Linked DNA regions of Mus musculus: region 2 is linked to region 1. A link is a contact called in public Hi-C data. All regions are on one chromosome and are shown on one strand. Each heading gives the region's core, a stretch centred on a gene start, on an enhancer-like site or on the middle of the called end of the contact. The rest is flanking DNA. Distances are from core to core; before and after follow the strand shown. Region 1 has its middle 31 kb from the start of D730003K21Rik. Region 2 has its middle 8.5 kb from the start of Gm31559.

Region 1 (2,938 bases), core at 186-2,685:
TGAACTTCCCACCTGGAGTGCTCAGTTATAACAGTCCTAGAGCCTAACACAGCCACCCTTAAAACTAAGGACATTGCTCTGTTCGAACCCTGTCACCAGGATTGTTAATCCATGTGTTTTCTTTCTCCAATTAATCTACTTCGTCAACCATGCTGATGTATTAGTCACTTTCTTTGTTCCTGTGGGGATGGGGGGAAATGACAAAAGCAATTTTGAGAAGGGTTGACTTCACCCCATAGTTCATAGTCCATCACTGTGGGGAAGGCACGGCGGCAGGAGCATGAGGCAGCTCGTCAGAGTGCGTCCACAGTCAGAAAGCTCAGAGGAGCGAACACAGTTTACTCTCACCTCTTTCATTCAGCCCTGGACCCCCACCCCATGGAGACGCCCACATTTCAGATGGTTGTTTCCACACTGACTCGCTCAATCCAGAAAATCTTTACAGATATGCACTGCTGTTTGTCTCCTAGATGGTTCCAGATGCTGGCAAGGCGACAGTCAGTGTTAACTATTACAGCCTGGACCAGCGGGGTAAGCTGAGGGGTTTTTGTTTTTGCTTTTTTTTTTTTTTTTTTAAGAATCACCCTCTTTCACTAGGTGGTTATCCCCTCAAGGATCAGGAATTGAATCATGAAACTTGCAGTATACCTTCAGGTCATGTATGCCGGAAGCATCATATAGACTGGAGCAATGGAGAATCCAGAGCAAAGTTTCCTTGGGCATGATATTGGAAGGTCTTTGGGACAAGGTGGCATTGAATCTAAAGAGAGAAGGAAGAAGACACAATCAAGTGGAAAGCTGGGGAGGAAGCGTTTGACATGAAAGAAACAGATATTTCCTGCTGGTGAGAATGAACCTGGTGTGCTTGGGACTCTGGGTGTGTGTGTGTGTGTGTGTGTGCGCGCGCGCGCGCGCGTGCACGTGTAAATGCCATTATCACTATAGTATCCTGGACAAAGGGTCAGTATGACATGACATATCTGATCAACCTCCAAAGCCACGGGCCAAAAACTATGCATGAGCCAAAAAGACACCCTTGCTCTCCCTGTACCTGTTGAGATGATGGGATTCCCAGAGAGGCATTTCCTGGTCCTAAAATCTTAATACAAGATATATCTTAGACTGCTTCCTCTTACTTTTCATGTGCTTCTGTAGGGACTGGCTTCCTCTGCATCAGACGAACAACCTTAATTCTATTCCAACTGATTTTAAGGAGCTCACAAAACAAGAAGAGGCAAAGAAACAGTGAATATGACTTTTCCTCCATGAGAGTATGAGAGTCAAGGCAGTGTGACAGGACTGACATCCCGGCTGGGTTCTGATGGACAACGGTGGCCATGAGAGGAGGGAAGGAGAGGAGACATCTCTTAGGCAGCAGCTGTTTAAGTCAGTCTGAGTCCATCGACACGGCCTGTTCCAAGAACCTTGAGTCATCTGTGGGTGAGCGGGAAGAGCCACTTCATACAGATAGCTATGAGACACACAGATCCTGAGGCCCCAACTCTGTAACCCAGGGCTCCTGTGCAAACCCCATCCAAGTTCATGGTCAGGGCAGAGTTCACCGGCTAGTCTAATCAACAGGCGTCTGTGTTTAGTCTTCTTTAGTGTTTAAAAAATTCAGTCTGGTGGCAATATTAAAATCTGGGGAATTTTCAGGTCTCCTTTGGAGAAATGCGTACTTGTATCTTTAGCCATTTTTAAGCTGAGTTTTTCTTTCTATTGAGAGATAGGCATTTCTTGCACCTGCAATAGTGACCTTCCTGACATCTGGCCTGCAACTCTTTCCTCTGTGTCGTTGGTTCGCTCCATGTCGTGAATGTGACAGAGTTGTGGCTGTTTGTTGTTACATTCTGAGCTTTAGATATTACAGCCAGAACAAGACTAGAGAAGCTTTCCCCAGTCTCTTCTGTGATCTGAGATCTTATGTTGAAGTCTTCAGTCAATTTTAAGTTGATGCCTTTGTGAGTTCAGTGTCATGCCAAACATGTGGCTGTATGGTCCCTGCCATCGTTATTGTGAATTGCATTCTTTGGTGGGTAAGTTCTTCATTTTCACAAGCACGAGTTCACTGGCCTCTTCCTTCCTTGGCAGGGCTGTTTTAGCCTGTTCTTCATTTCTATTCTTGCATTCTTCATTGTTTTATTATTTTCACACCTACCTGAATATCAGTTATATTTTCATAGGGACTTATACCCTGTGATTATAACCAACACATCCATTAACTATATATTTAATATGACTTATTATACTATATGTTTCTAAGATCTATAAGGGCAATGCTTCAATTTAACCTTAACAGAGGTGCTGTTAATATTTCAGGTAAGAAAACCTTTTGTTGATATTTTCTATTAATTCTTTTTTTTTAATCTAGAGAGGTAATTTTTTACTGAAATAGGTTAAAATGTTCTTCAAACTGTGAATATTTTGACTTTATCAAACATCTGCATTTATGAAGATAATTACAATTTCTTCTTGATTTTTAAAAATACTTTTTTGTTTTTGTTTTTTTCGAGACAGGGTTTCTCTGTATAGCCCTGGCTGTCCTGGAACTCACTTTGTAGACCAGGTTGGCCTCAAACTCAGAAATCCGCCTGCCTCTGCCTCCCGAGTACTGTGATTAAAGGTGTGCGCCACCACACCCGGCCTTGTTGATTAGTGTTCTTAACGATGAACCACCTGACGTTTCTGAAATCTCGCCCACTTGCATGTGGTGCTTTCAGATCATTGTTGGGTGTTATTGGAAAAGGGATTGTCAAAGGCTTTTCTATCAATGAGCATGAAAGAGTTTGACCTGCAGTGTCAGTCTCAAAATATGTCAATCTTTCTTCAGCGCCAATGTTAGGAACTCAGCCAAGTAAGACCCAGCCGGAGTGACTGCACTGTCTTTAGAGATTGCATCCTTTCCTGGAGAGGAAGAGGTTAGGAGCAGGCCACCTTA
Region 2 (2,938 bases), core at 155-2,654, 88 kb before region 1:
CCCAAATGAGATATGTGCCACTGAACGCCCAGAAGTGGCTGAAGCACTCCCAGGGAGCCATGGAGTAATCTCGGGGCTATCATGGAGTATCAGGGTGCGTAGCCTGCAGCCAGGAGCTTTTCTGATAAAAGAAAAATTATATAGTAACAGACCCTGGTCCTTGAGGAGTAGAGAAATTGTCACTGCTCTTTTATGCACTGTGAGTTTTCGCCTAATGTAAACTCCAGCAGTCTTCCAGCTCTCCACCTGCAAGCTAATCAAGGCTCTTTGGTTCTTACAGAGGACAGAGGTTTAATCTTGGCTTCCTGTCCCCAAAGATCTGTCTCTCTGTGTGGCAGAGATCTCATACGGGACCTGGAGCTCTAGAATGATGGTTGCCACGATTTTGGGGTACATATCAGATAGATGCCTTGTGAGCTCCTAACAAGAAGGAAGTGAAGTGTGTGTGTGTGTGTGTGTGTGTGTGTGTGTGTGTGTCCACAGACTATGAGTGGAGGTCAGAAGGCAACTTTGAGAGTTGGGAGACCAAACTTAGGCCATCAGTCTTGGCAGCAAGCACTTTTGTTCATTGGGCAATCTTACTGGTCTTTTACTTAGACTTTCTTTCTTTCTTTCTTTCTTTCTTTCTTCCTTCCTTCCTTCCTTTTTTTTTTTTAATAGAAATAGAAAACCAACTTAATACTGGAGTTCACAATCCTTGATCTATAATGTAACTCATTTTACAAACCCACAATAGCTCTACATGGAATATTTTCTATATTATACTGTATTATCTAGTATATATAATATACTTCCATGTTGGAAGAGCTAAGTAACACCCACAGCAGTTACCACCATGTGTAGCGAGAGATGGGTGGTCTGTTCAGAGCCTCAGAGCTGATTGTGGGGTGTAATCACGAGCCTTCTGCTTTGGGGTCTAACGACGTGTTTGGAAATGTGGGTGTGGCTGACTTCTCCACAGTCTGAAGGTTTCCACTGTTCCAGATGGCCAGTAAGGAATGCGTGGCCCACCTCTGTGGGATTGAGGAAGCTAGGTGGTATTTCTCGGCAAAGAACACAAAGGAAGTTATTTATGACTTATGCGTTCTTTCAGGTACTAGGGGTGTTTGATTGTATTCATAAGTCGTCTATGAAACAAAATAATGTGTTGGAAAAGCAGAGCTCACTCACGGGGATAGTGATTTTCCCGAGACTAGAGTGTCGAATGACCCCTCCGGGGAGTAGAGGCACTGGCTTAGCCCTGGCAATGCTACAATAGCGTGCCTTCTATATCAAGACTCTGAGGCACCAGGCCGTAGAGCCCCGGCTGGCGCACTGTGAGCACAATTTAGAGCTTGTGATGATTTGAATGAGACACATCTCTTAGGCTCCTGTGTTTGAACACGGCCCCAGCTGGTGGCGCTGTTAGGGAGGGTTGTGGAACCTTGTAGGTGGTGAAGCCTCACTGGAGGAAGTGGGTTACTGTAGGCTGGCCTTGAGGTTTTATGAAAGCATTTCCGGTCTCACTTCATTCTCTGCTCCCTAACAGAGAAGGGACCATTCCTAAGAACCAGCTCCCTCAAGATCCTGCCTTCTTGTATTCGCCATCTGGAAGGACTGTTCCCCACTCCCAGCCGTACCCCTACCCCCACCCCCATCCCCACCCCTTAAGCCATGAAGCAAAATAAACTGGTTCTCCTTTAAGCTGCTTTTCGACCAGAGTGAGAAAAGTAATTCAGCAGAACCTAAAGAAAGGTGTCCTGCCAAGCCTGGCCAGTGTGAACAACAGAGCCAGCAGAGCCAGCAGAGCCAGCATTCCTGTGTTAGACTCTCGCCAGCATCTCAGGCATACCCCATCAAGAACTCTCTGCGAGACAGCCCTGCGGAAAGCCGAAGCCGAGCTGGTGTTTCTGGGGGCTACACTGGCACGGAGACATCAGATACCTCCAGAGCACAAGCAGCCAGGCACAAGTGCTCAAGCCAGTTAGAAACAGCGGCAGCGTCTAGGGAGAGGTGGAGTCCCCGGGTTTGTTGTTTTCCCCTATCAAATTTCTTAGAAAATAGTTGAGGTCAGCGTGTGTTTTGTATCACTTGCATGGAATGCAACAAAGAAGGAGGAGACCACTTTAGTATGAGCTTCGGGTGGAGGGATAAATTTTACTCTCTCTTTATGCTGTGGGCAATGTGTTAACATGCCGCTGGCTGAATTACCCTCGACTTAAAACACCTGAAAGCAATAAATCCAAGTCCTATCAGGTGACTCATGGGAAAGGCATGCCGCTCTCCTCTTCCAGTCCACAGTCCGTGAGTGTGCATGCCAACCACCATCACCTGGAGGCTCATTGAAAACGGTCCGCTGTGTTTCTGATTGAGTGTATTTCTGGGCTGGAACGTGGCCCAGGAATTTGCATAGCAAAGGAACTCCCAAGATGATGCTGACATTGCAGCTCTGGGGTCACCCCCTAAGAATCCTTGTCTTAAGTAAGGGGCTAAGTTGCAGAGCAATGGAGACACCACAAAAACCTGACACACTGACACATGTGTCTATGATCCCAGAGCTCGGAAGATGGAGAAGCCAGAAGGGGTGGAGGAGGTGGCAGCCTGAAGATCATAAGGAATAATCTAATACATATCAAGATCAAGGCCCCCCTTGGACAGCCTCAATAATAAACAAACAAATTCACTACCCCCCAAAAAAGGCTCTCTTAAACCCAAGATTACTCACACAATTCTCTTCTCGGGGACATACCAGGGATCCTACCTGTTAAGGTTCACAATATTAGCCCAACATTTAAAACCATTTTTAAGATCCAACAGATATGCCACATGTCCCACCCAAGAGCTACTGAGACTCACAAGGCTGCTCTGCATCCCTTGTGATTTTGTGCCTTATCAGTGTGGTGGCTCTCCTCCTGCTGTGGTTCCTTCCATTGTCCTTGCTTGAGCCCTGCCCTGTGAA

What was found. A called contact is a pair of places that touch in the nucleus more often than the background predicts.
Region 2: a contact with region 1 is called in a Hi-C map of muscle stem cells, with 2.7 times the contacts expected there. The contact joins two enhancer-like sites. A contact is called at or near these places in 2 of 15 datasets of contacts at CTCF or cohesin (CD8 T cells and pro-B cells), 13 of 484 Hi-C or Micro-C datasets (CD4 T cells, CD8 T cells, Th1 cells and 7 more), 5 of 115 datasets of contacts at active chromatin or transcription factors (CD8 T cells, the HPC-7 cell line, extraembryonic endoderm stem cells and 1 more) and 1 of 9 other capture datasets (adipose tissue).

Annotation. Positions count from the first base shown.
Region 1 is chr9:116,295,003-116,297,940 of GRCm38.p6, reverse strand. No RefSeq gene overlaps it. Among named protein-coding and RNA genes, the nearest start is that of D730003K21Rik, 31 kb to the left of the region's middle. Within about 2 kb of position 1,435, at least 17 of the 459 cell types and tissues checked have an H3K27ac peak or open chromatin away from gene starts, as enhancers often do. A contact at or near this core is called in CD8 T cells, Th17 cells, Th2 cells and 1 more, where this site is marked.
Region 2 is chr9:116,382,882-116,385,819 of GRCm38.p6, reverse strand. No RefSeq gene overlaps it. Among named protein-coding and RNA genes, the nearest start is that of Gm31559, 8.5 kb to the left of the region's middle. Within about 2 kb of position 1,404, at least 220 of the 459 cell types and tissues checked have an H3K27ac peak or open chromatin away from gene starts, as enhancers often do. A contact at or near this core is called in CD8 T cells, Th17 cells, Th2 cells and 1 more, where this site is marked.